Linked DNA regions of Oryzias latipes: region 1 is linked to region 2. The links are chromatin contacts, called in public Hi-C maps. All regions are on one chromosome and are shown on one strand. Each heading gives the region's core, a stretch centred on a gene start, on an enhancer-like site or on the middle of the called end of the contact. The rest is flanking DNA. Distances are from core to core; before and after follow the strand shown. Region 1 overlaps sned1 (sushi, nidogen and EGF-like domain-containing protein 1). Region 2 holds the start of LOC111947333.

Region 1 (3,217 bases), core at 639-3,138, 150 kb before region 2:
TTTCTTCTGTCAGAGTTATGGGCGGTTTCTCGAAATGATGATTTGCATTTGAGTGGAGTGGAAGTGATTTATGTTGTGTGATTAAAAGCCTAAGTGCTTTCTGCCTCAAGGATTCCCCTTCACTGTCTCTCTCCAGTTAGACTGAATACTTGTGCTTCTGGTCCCTGCCGCAATGGAGGCTCCTGTAAAGAGGAGGCGGGGGGCTACAGATGTGTGTGTCCTTACAGATTCACTGGAAAACACTGTGAAGTGGGTGAGTTCCAAACAAAGGTCATGTCTCTGTGTCTACAATCTTTCATGTCATTCTCCTGTTTGCTTCAAAGCACACATGTGACAACACTTTCATTTCTCCATCATCTAAACGTCCTTCCCTTCCCTTTGTACTCCACCGCTGTTGTTTTGTGGTGTTGCACTGTTGAGCCAGGAGGTCACTTTGATTTTGATTGAATGTCACTTTTGCCATTTGGATGTCTTTTTCGCTGCTGCAAAGAAAAGAATTTCCCCATCGTGGGATGAATAAAGTCTTATCGTACCTTATTGTGTAACACCACACTCAGAGGCGTGTTGCTGTTTGCTCATTTATTCCTTCTAATGTCTGGAGATTCAATGTTATTAGAGTTGATATGTTTGATGTAGAAGAAAAGGAGCAAAATAAACAACAATTACTAAGAATCCTTTCTGCAATGAGCTTTTCTTACATCACTCAGTAAACTTGACACAAACGTTACAGAGCCCAAAACGCTGCTTCAAGGTCGCAAAATTTGAAGAAATGATTAGGATCGATAATTGGAGTTACATGGACCATTGAAATACCACCCAACACCAACCAACCTTTGTTCGTCCACTTGACCTGCCCTCACTTCTCACTGTAACCTTCCTAGACTTCCTATAAAAGCCAGATCTCTGAACGTCAAACTTCCTTTGGTTCTTCCAGGAAGGCCTGACCCCTGTGCCTCCAGTCCCTGTCTGAACGGTGGGACCTGCTTCCACTACATAGGAAAATATAAGTGTGAATGCATGGAAGCCTTCAGCGGCAGGCACTGTGAAATAGGCAGGAGCTCATCAGGTAAGCATGGCCTCAGCACTGGTGGGCGTTGGCACCACACTGAGATCGTCTTAGCAGTCTTACTGCACTGGAAGTCCTGCGTTTTCACACATAAGAAAGCTCCAGAAGCTAAAAAAAAAGTGAGACCCGATCAGACCTGATGACTCGTCTCCACAAGCATAAACAACATGCTTGAGGTTTTTTTAGAAGGACGTCTAGATGGAAAGCACCTCTATCAGCATGAGTATGATCTCAATGTGCTCTTTTAAGCCCCCTGCTTGTGAAGCCGTGTTACTGTGCAGCCTTTTTGCTCTGTGCAGCCTTGACAGCACAGTCTGTCTGCCTGTGTTCATTTCAGAGCAGGGCTGTGGGCCGCCTCCACAAGTCAAGCATGCTGACGTCCAGTTTTCCTCCATGACAGCCGGCTCAGTGGCTGTGTACGTCTGCCACTCAGGCTTCACATCTATTCCTAGGACTGCCACGAGCGTCTGCGGCATTCTGGGAAAATGGAGCCAGACTCCTGTCTGTGAAGGTCTGGAACACACAGAAACACACACAAAGACTGCAGTTACAACAGCAATTTCTGATCATCACACTCCCTCCACCAGAGATCAACGAGTGCCTATCACAGCCGTGCCTCAACGGCGGAAGCTGTCAAAATAACGTCGGATCCTTTCTTTGCACGTGTAAGGATGGCTTCAGCGGAAACCGCTGCCAGTTAGGTAAAGCTGTGGTCAACTCCACACACAAACACACTTCTTCACACCCACAGATCTATATTTAGTGCCTGCGTATGTTTCACCTCCCTTCAGACACAAACGAATGCCTGTCAGAGCCCTGCATGAACAGGGGGACATGTGAGGACAAGCCAGGCTCCTATCTGTGTCACTGCAGGCCAGGCTTCAGGGGCCAGAGCTGTCAACTAGGTGCAGTTCTTCTTGTTAACCTTTGCTGTAACAAATATTAAGCACTGACCCACAGGAAACAACGGATTCTACCACCGTGTGAATATGTGTGTGCAGAGCAGGACGACTGTGAGTCCAGCCCGTGTCTGAACGGAGGTGTGTGTCGAGCTCACAGAGGGAGTTACGCGTGTTTGTGTAAAGACGGTTTCTTTGGAGAGCAGTGCCAAATGTGTAAGTCAATTTGCACTGTTCTTTTACAGTTGAAATGTTGTGTGTTTTTTTTTCCTAGAGGGCCCAAACGTGTTTGCATTTGTTTTTCAGTTGAGGTCTAGAGGGACTGTTTGTGCGGATGTCAGTTAGTTTCAGTCTTCTTTTACCAAACCAAGATTTCTTTTAGTTTTCTGATTGCATTTTTAGTTTTTAAAAACTCCTGTATGGATGATTTTAAGCCGTCACTTGAATTCTTACTGGATCAATGCGTTTACCTGTAGGATAAAAAAATCAGTTGTAGTTAGTTAGTTAGTTAGTTAGTTAGTTAGTTAGTTAGTTAGTTAGTTAGTTAGTTAGTTAGTTAGTTAGTTAGTTAGTTAGTTAGTTAGTTAGTTAGTTAGTTAGTTAGTTAGTTAGTTAGTTAGTTGAGGAGAAAATGGATCTGTCTTTATTTTTCTGCCTGAGGCTCTTTTCATCCCGACTGGATGGACTGCATTTAACGTTTTTATAAAATTGCATCATGTATGAAATAAAGCACTTCCACAGCTAAAGATGCACCATCTTGAGCTGTTGCTTTTTTATTTGGACTTTTATGTCCAAAGCTCCATGTCCTGCTCTGGTTTTTGTTGGATAGCTGTTTTGAAGGATGTCTGGTTTGTTTAAATCTAATTCTTGCTTTAGATGTTCTTTAAAAGCTCATCTTTCTATATTTTTTGGTTATTCTGAAATAGATTAGACATATAAAATGTTCAACATTGAAGCTGTTAGTTTGGATTTAAACCATTTCTGATCATTCACCAAACCGTTGGAGACCGTGCTGGAACCAGAACACGCTTCAGCGAGCAGCTTCACATCGTCCACATGGGGTTTGTTCAGGTCCTGATTCTTGAGAAGTCTCATCTTGGACTCGTGTACGTGTTCCTCTGAAGTATTTTAAGGTTAAAAATACTAAATGTAACCCCAAAACACAGGGAGGCTTCACATCAGGAACTAAAAATGCCATTTGAAGTGTTCTCAGATTGAAACAATACAGGAAACATTTAGAATTGATTTGAAA
Region 2 (3,277 bases), core at 434-2,933:
AGGAGCACAGATGTATTCTCAGTCCGTCAACGGACTTCTTTTTCTCTGGAGAAACCTGGTTCGCCCGTCCTAAAAATCAGCAGAGAGTCGGCGCCATGACTTCATTTCCCTTCAAAGTAAAACAGAGAAAAAGTTAGTGCAGTCTGACAGCCGATCCTGTTCTCCTGCGTGTAGGCCTGTGCGTGAGAGCTTACACATTGCTGCCGGGAACGATGCTTTCCTGATGCCGCTTCGTTAAGCTGAACTTCCTGAAAAACGTGGGCAGCCGGAGCTTCTTCCTCCTCAGCCTGGGAGAAACACTGGAGAGGAAGACAGAGTCAGAGATTTGAATGAAATGCAGAACTGGGATGTTAACGGGGAGCTTTGAGGACAAGTGTGAGGCTGTCACTGACGTGCAAAAGGCGCTGGCATGGCTGGAATTTTAAACCCAGGCCTGCAGAGGAAGCTCAGCTTCCTCTTCACAGTCAGTTTACGGTGCTTTGGGGGAAAAAAGCACCAGTATTTACCTTGGATGATCTCACCTTCTATGAACAGAGTCAACACACAACAATACTAGAAAGAGGAAATCAATTTTTCTATATGGTGTTTTGGAAGAAAAGCGCCAGTATTTATCTTTGATGATGTCATCCACTGTCAGCAGAGCGGAGGCACAGCATCACTAAAAAGCTGACCTGTGTGTTGGACGTGCTGTTCCCCTGCAGAACTCACCATTCCATCTGTAATGAGAGGCGCTGCTTGGTCTCCAGCTCCTCTCCTTCCAGTTTGAGTGTGTCGTCCTCCTCTCCTGCCTCTGCGATCTGCTCCCACTGCCTGCTGTCCACCCACAGAGCTTCCTGCAGGCTGAGGCCTCGGTCAATGCAGGTGACCCTGCGGCACAGCGGGCAGGCCAGCGCCAGGTAGCTGCTCCTGACCTGCTGCATGGCCTCCAGACACAGTTCACAGAAGGTATGTCTGCAGTGAAGCACCCGGGGGATCCTGTCCATGCGGGAGTAAGGGAAGAAGCAGACGGTGCAGTCGCTGTCCTCACACAGAACCATGGTCCAGATGGACGACGGCGATGTTCCTGCTGAGAGCCACAGAGGAGCTGCAGAAGGTCCCAGACGGTCCCACGGGCCCGGCTGGGAAGAAACATGAAAAGATTGTCCTTTGGTCAAACTTTACCCAGGAATGACAGCTGTATTTATTTCTACTCTAAGGAGAAAAAATGAATTAGAGGAATTTTTGATATTTTAATTCTTGTGAATGCAACCATTTCACATCAAGATAAGAAAACTCATTATTTTCTTGGATAATAACATGTCCTTTTAATAGTAAAAAGTTACAGTATAAAAAGAAGTTTACCACTGACAGAAGAAGAGGAGTCATGTTCAAATAAATCAAATGTTATACTTACTTGAGTGAAATGCTTCTAGTTCTCGTTCAGATCAGGTTTTTCCAAGTGGCTCAGTCTGCCTGCAGTCAAGAACTGTAAATGAACTGTCGCGTCTGCCGCCTGTTGAGAGTCCGCCGCGGCTGGGGGCGGAACAGAGACGTCTGTCACCGCCCAGGACTCGCCCAACAACAGCTGGGGAAGCTGAGCCAAGCCTCCGTCTTTGTTCCTGTGTTTGCTGTTAGGCCGGTGGAGGGCTGGTCGAAGGAGATGACTAACTTAGAAATGGTAAAAAGTTAAAAAAATAAATAAATAAATAAAATAAAAAATATCCACTCCAACCACTTGGATAAAAATGTTTTTCTTAGTGGAAAATAAAAAGCTTTGGGCAGTGGACAATAAAAACCTTTGGGCTCGTCCGGGATTTGAACCCGGGACCTCTCGCACCCAAAGCGAGAATCATACCCCTAGACCAACGAGCCACGCTTACACTTAGTCAAAATATGTAAATATAATCTGTATTGAGATGAAAATGGAGGGTGTGTCCGAATTCGGGGGCTGCGTCTTTCAGTGGCCGCGGCCTTCACGGTCGACGTTGGCCGGGTCATTCGTCGCGCGGGTTGTCTGGATGTTAACGGCTGTGAATTTGGACGAGTCTTAGCCGTAGATCATTCCAGCCGCGTCGGCGAATGTCCTGTCGCGTAGTAAGTAACGTGTCGCGTGACTGACTCAGAGAGGAGTAGTGATCCAGGCATGGAGTCCTTATAGTCCGGCTGAGACACAACAGGTACTGTACGGAGCCCGTGACCTGACATGGGTAAAAAAAAAAAATGTTCCCACGAAATAATAATTCATCTGATAAGTCATTCTTGGATTTACAGCAGATACTTTCACATTTCTGTCTGTGTATATTTCATTACAATGCATTGAAGACACGGAGGATGTTTAGAGGTCTGTGTGCACTTTTTTGGCATTTTCAACATGCTTATGCTAATTTAACAGACTATTTTCATTCATCTTTGTTGTTTTATGTTGAAACGGGACATTTCGTTTAAACATTGGTGTTCTGCGCATGACAGGTTCATGACGTAAGGTGACAAATGGACTTCTGGGTTTGTGATTGAAAAGGAAAATAAAGTAGCGGTCCTCTACACCCAAACGAGTCTCTGAGCTCCTTAGTTAACTCCGCTTTACCGACACCGAACCCTGGAAGGCTGGCTACACTAACAAAAATGTGATTTTAAGTCGTCAAAAGGCTCAAAATTTGTTTGTTTTTGAAACTTATCTGGAAATAAAGCTTCACAAAAGTCTCCACATATTTCGTCTTCAAGCTAGGCTCCGATAAACAGAAAACTTATGTGTTTTTACTTGTTTTTTACTATGACTTTTTCTTGTAGATTTACGAGAAAAAAACTCAAAAATTTACGAGATTTTAAGTTGTGAATTTATGAGATAAAACTCATAAATTAACGAGATAAAATCTCATAACGTCTTAAAATCTCGTAATTTAACAGTTATGACTTTCTTTCTCTGAAATTTACGAATTAAAAATCGTAATTTTAATTTTTTTTTTTTGTAAACTGAAAACTCCATCGTATTTATGAATCCACTGTGTTCTGAAGATAAAAACTTTGATGGTTTGTTTAAAATATACTTTATTTGGGGTAAAAATTGCTTTGACGCAATGCATTGTGGTCTATGGTACCGATTTACGTAGTGAGCACACTGGTTTTTGACAGAGCCTATGTCCGAAATCCCACCCTAACCGTTATATAGTGCATCTTACCATTTTGAAGTGCTGTCTGAACCTACAATTCCCAAATTGAGTGCCCCGCAGAAATTTCCCAGATGTCTCTGCGAAAAACCGGTGTGCCTCGACGCTCATTAGATCGGGAAATATAGACAACA

What was found. Hi-C and Micro-C count contacts between places; a contact is called where the count stands out from the background.
Region 1: a contact with region 2 is called in a Hi-C map of embryo, with 3 times the contacts expected there. The contact joins the enhancer-like site here to the promoter of LOC111947333 in region 2. A contact is called at or near these places in 4 of 5 Hi-C or Micro-C datasets (embryo and fibroblasts).

The regions. Positions count from the first base shown.
Region 1 is chr4:2,834,187-2,837,403 of ASM223467v1, reverse strand. sned1 (sushi, nidogen and EGF-like domain-containing protein 1) reads left to right here. Exons shown (of 31, transcript XM_011473681.2): 13 at 137-253; 14 at 935-1,066; 15 at 1,404-1,577; 16 at 1,654-1,767; 17 at 1,858-1,971; 18 at 2,068-2,181. Among protein-coding and RNA genes, the nearest start is that of sned1, 15 kb to the left of the region's middle. Within about 2 kb of position 1,888, at least 1 of the 8 cell types and tissues checked has an H3K27ac peak or open chromatin away from gene starts, as enhancers often do. A contact at or near this core is called in embryo, where this site is marked.
Region 2 is chr4:2,688,243-2,691,519 of ASM223467v1, reverse strand. LOC111947333 reads right to left here and starts at 1,683. Exons shown (of 4, transcript XM_023953944.1): 1 at 1,394-1,683; 2 at 709-1,118; 3 at 195-299; 4 at 1-109. The coding sequence starts at 1,037. The coding sequence ends at 70. cep63 (centrosomal protein of 63 kDa) reads left to right here and starts at 1,894. Exons shown (of 15, transcript XM_020702891.2): 1 at 1,894-2,156. trnap-ugg (a tRNA gene) reads right to left here and starts at 1,851; the gene lies at 1,780-1,851.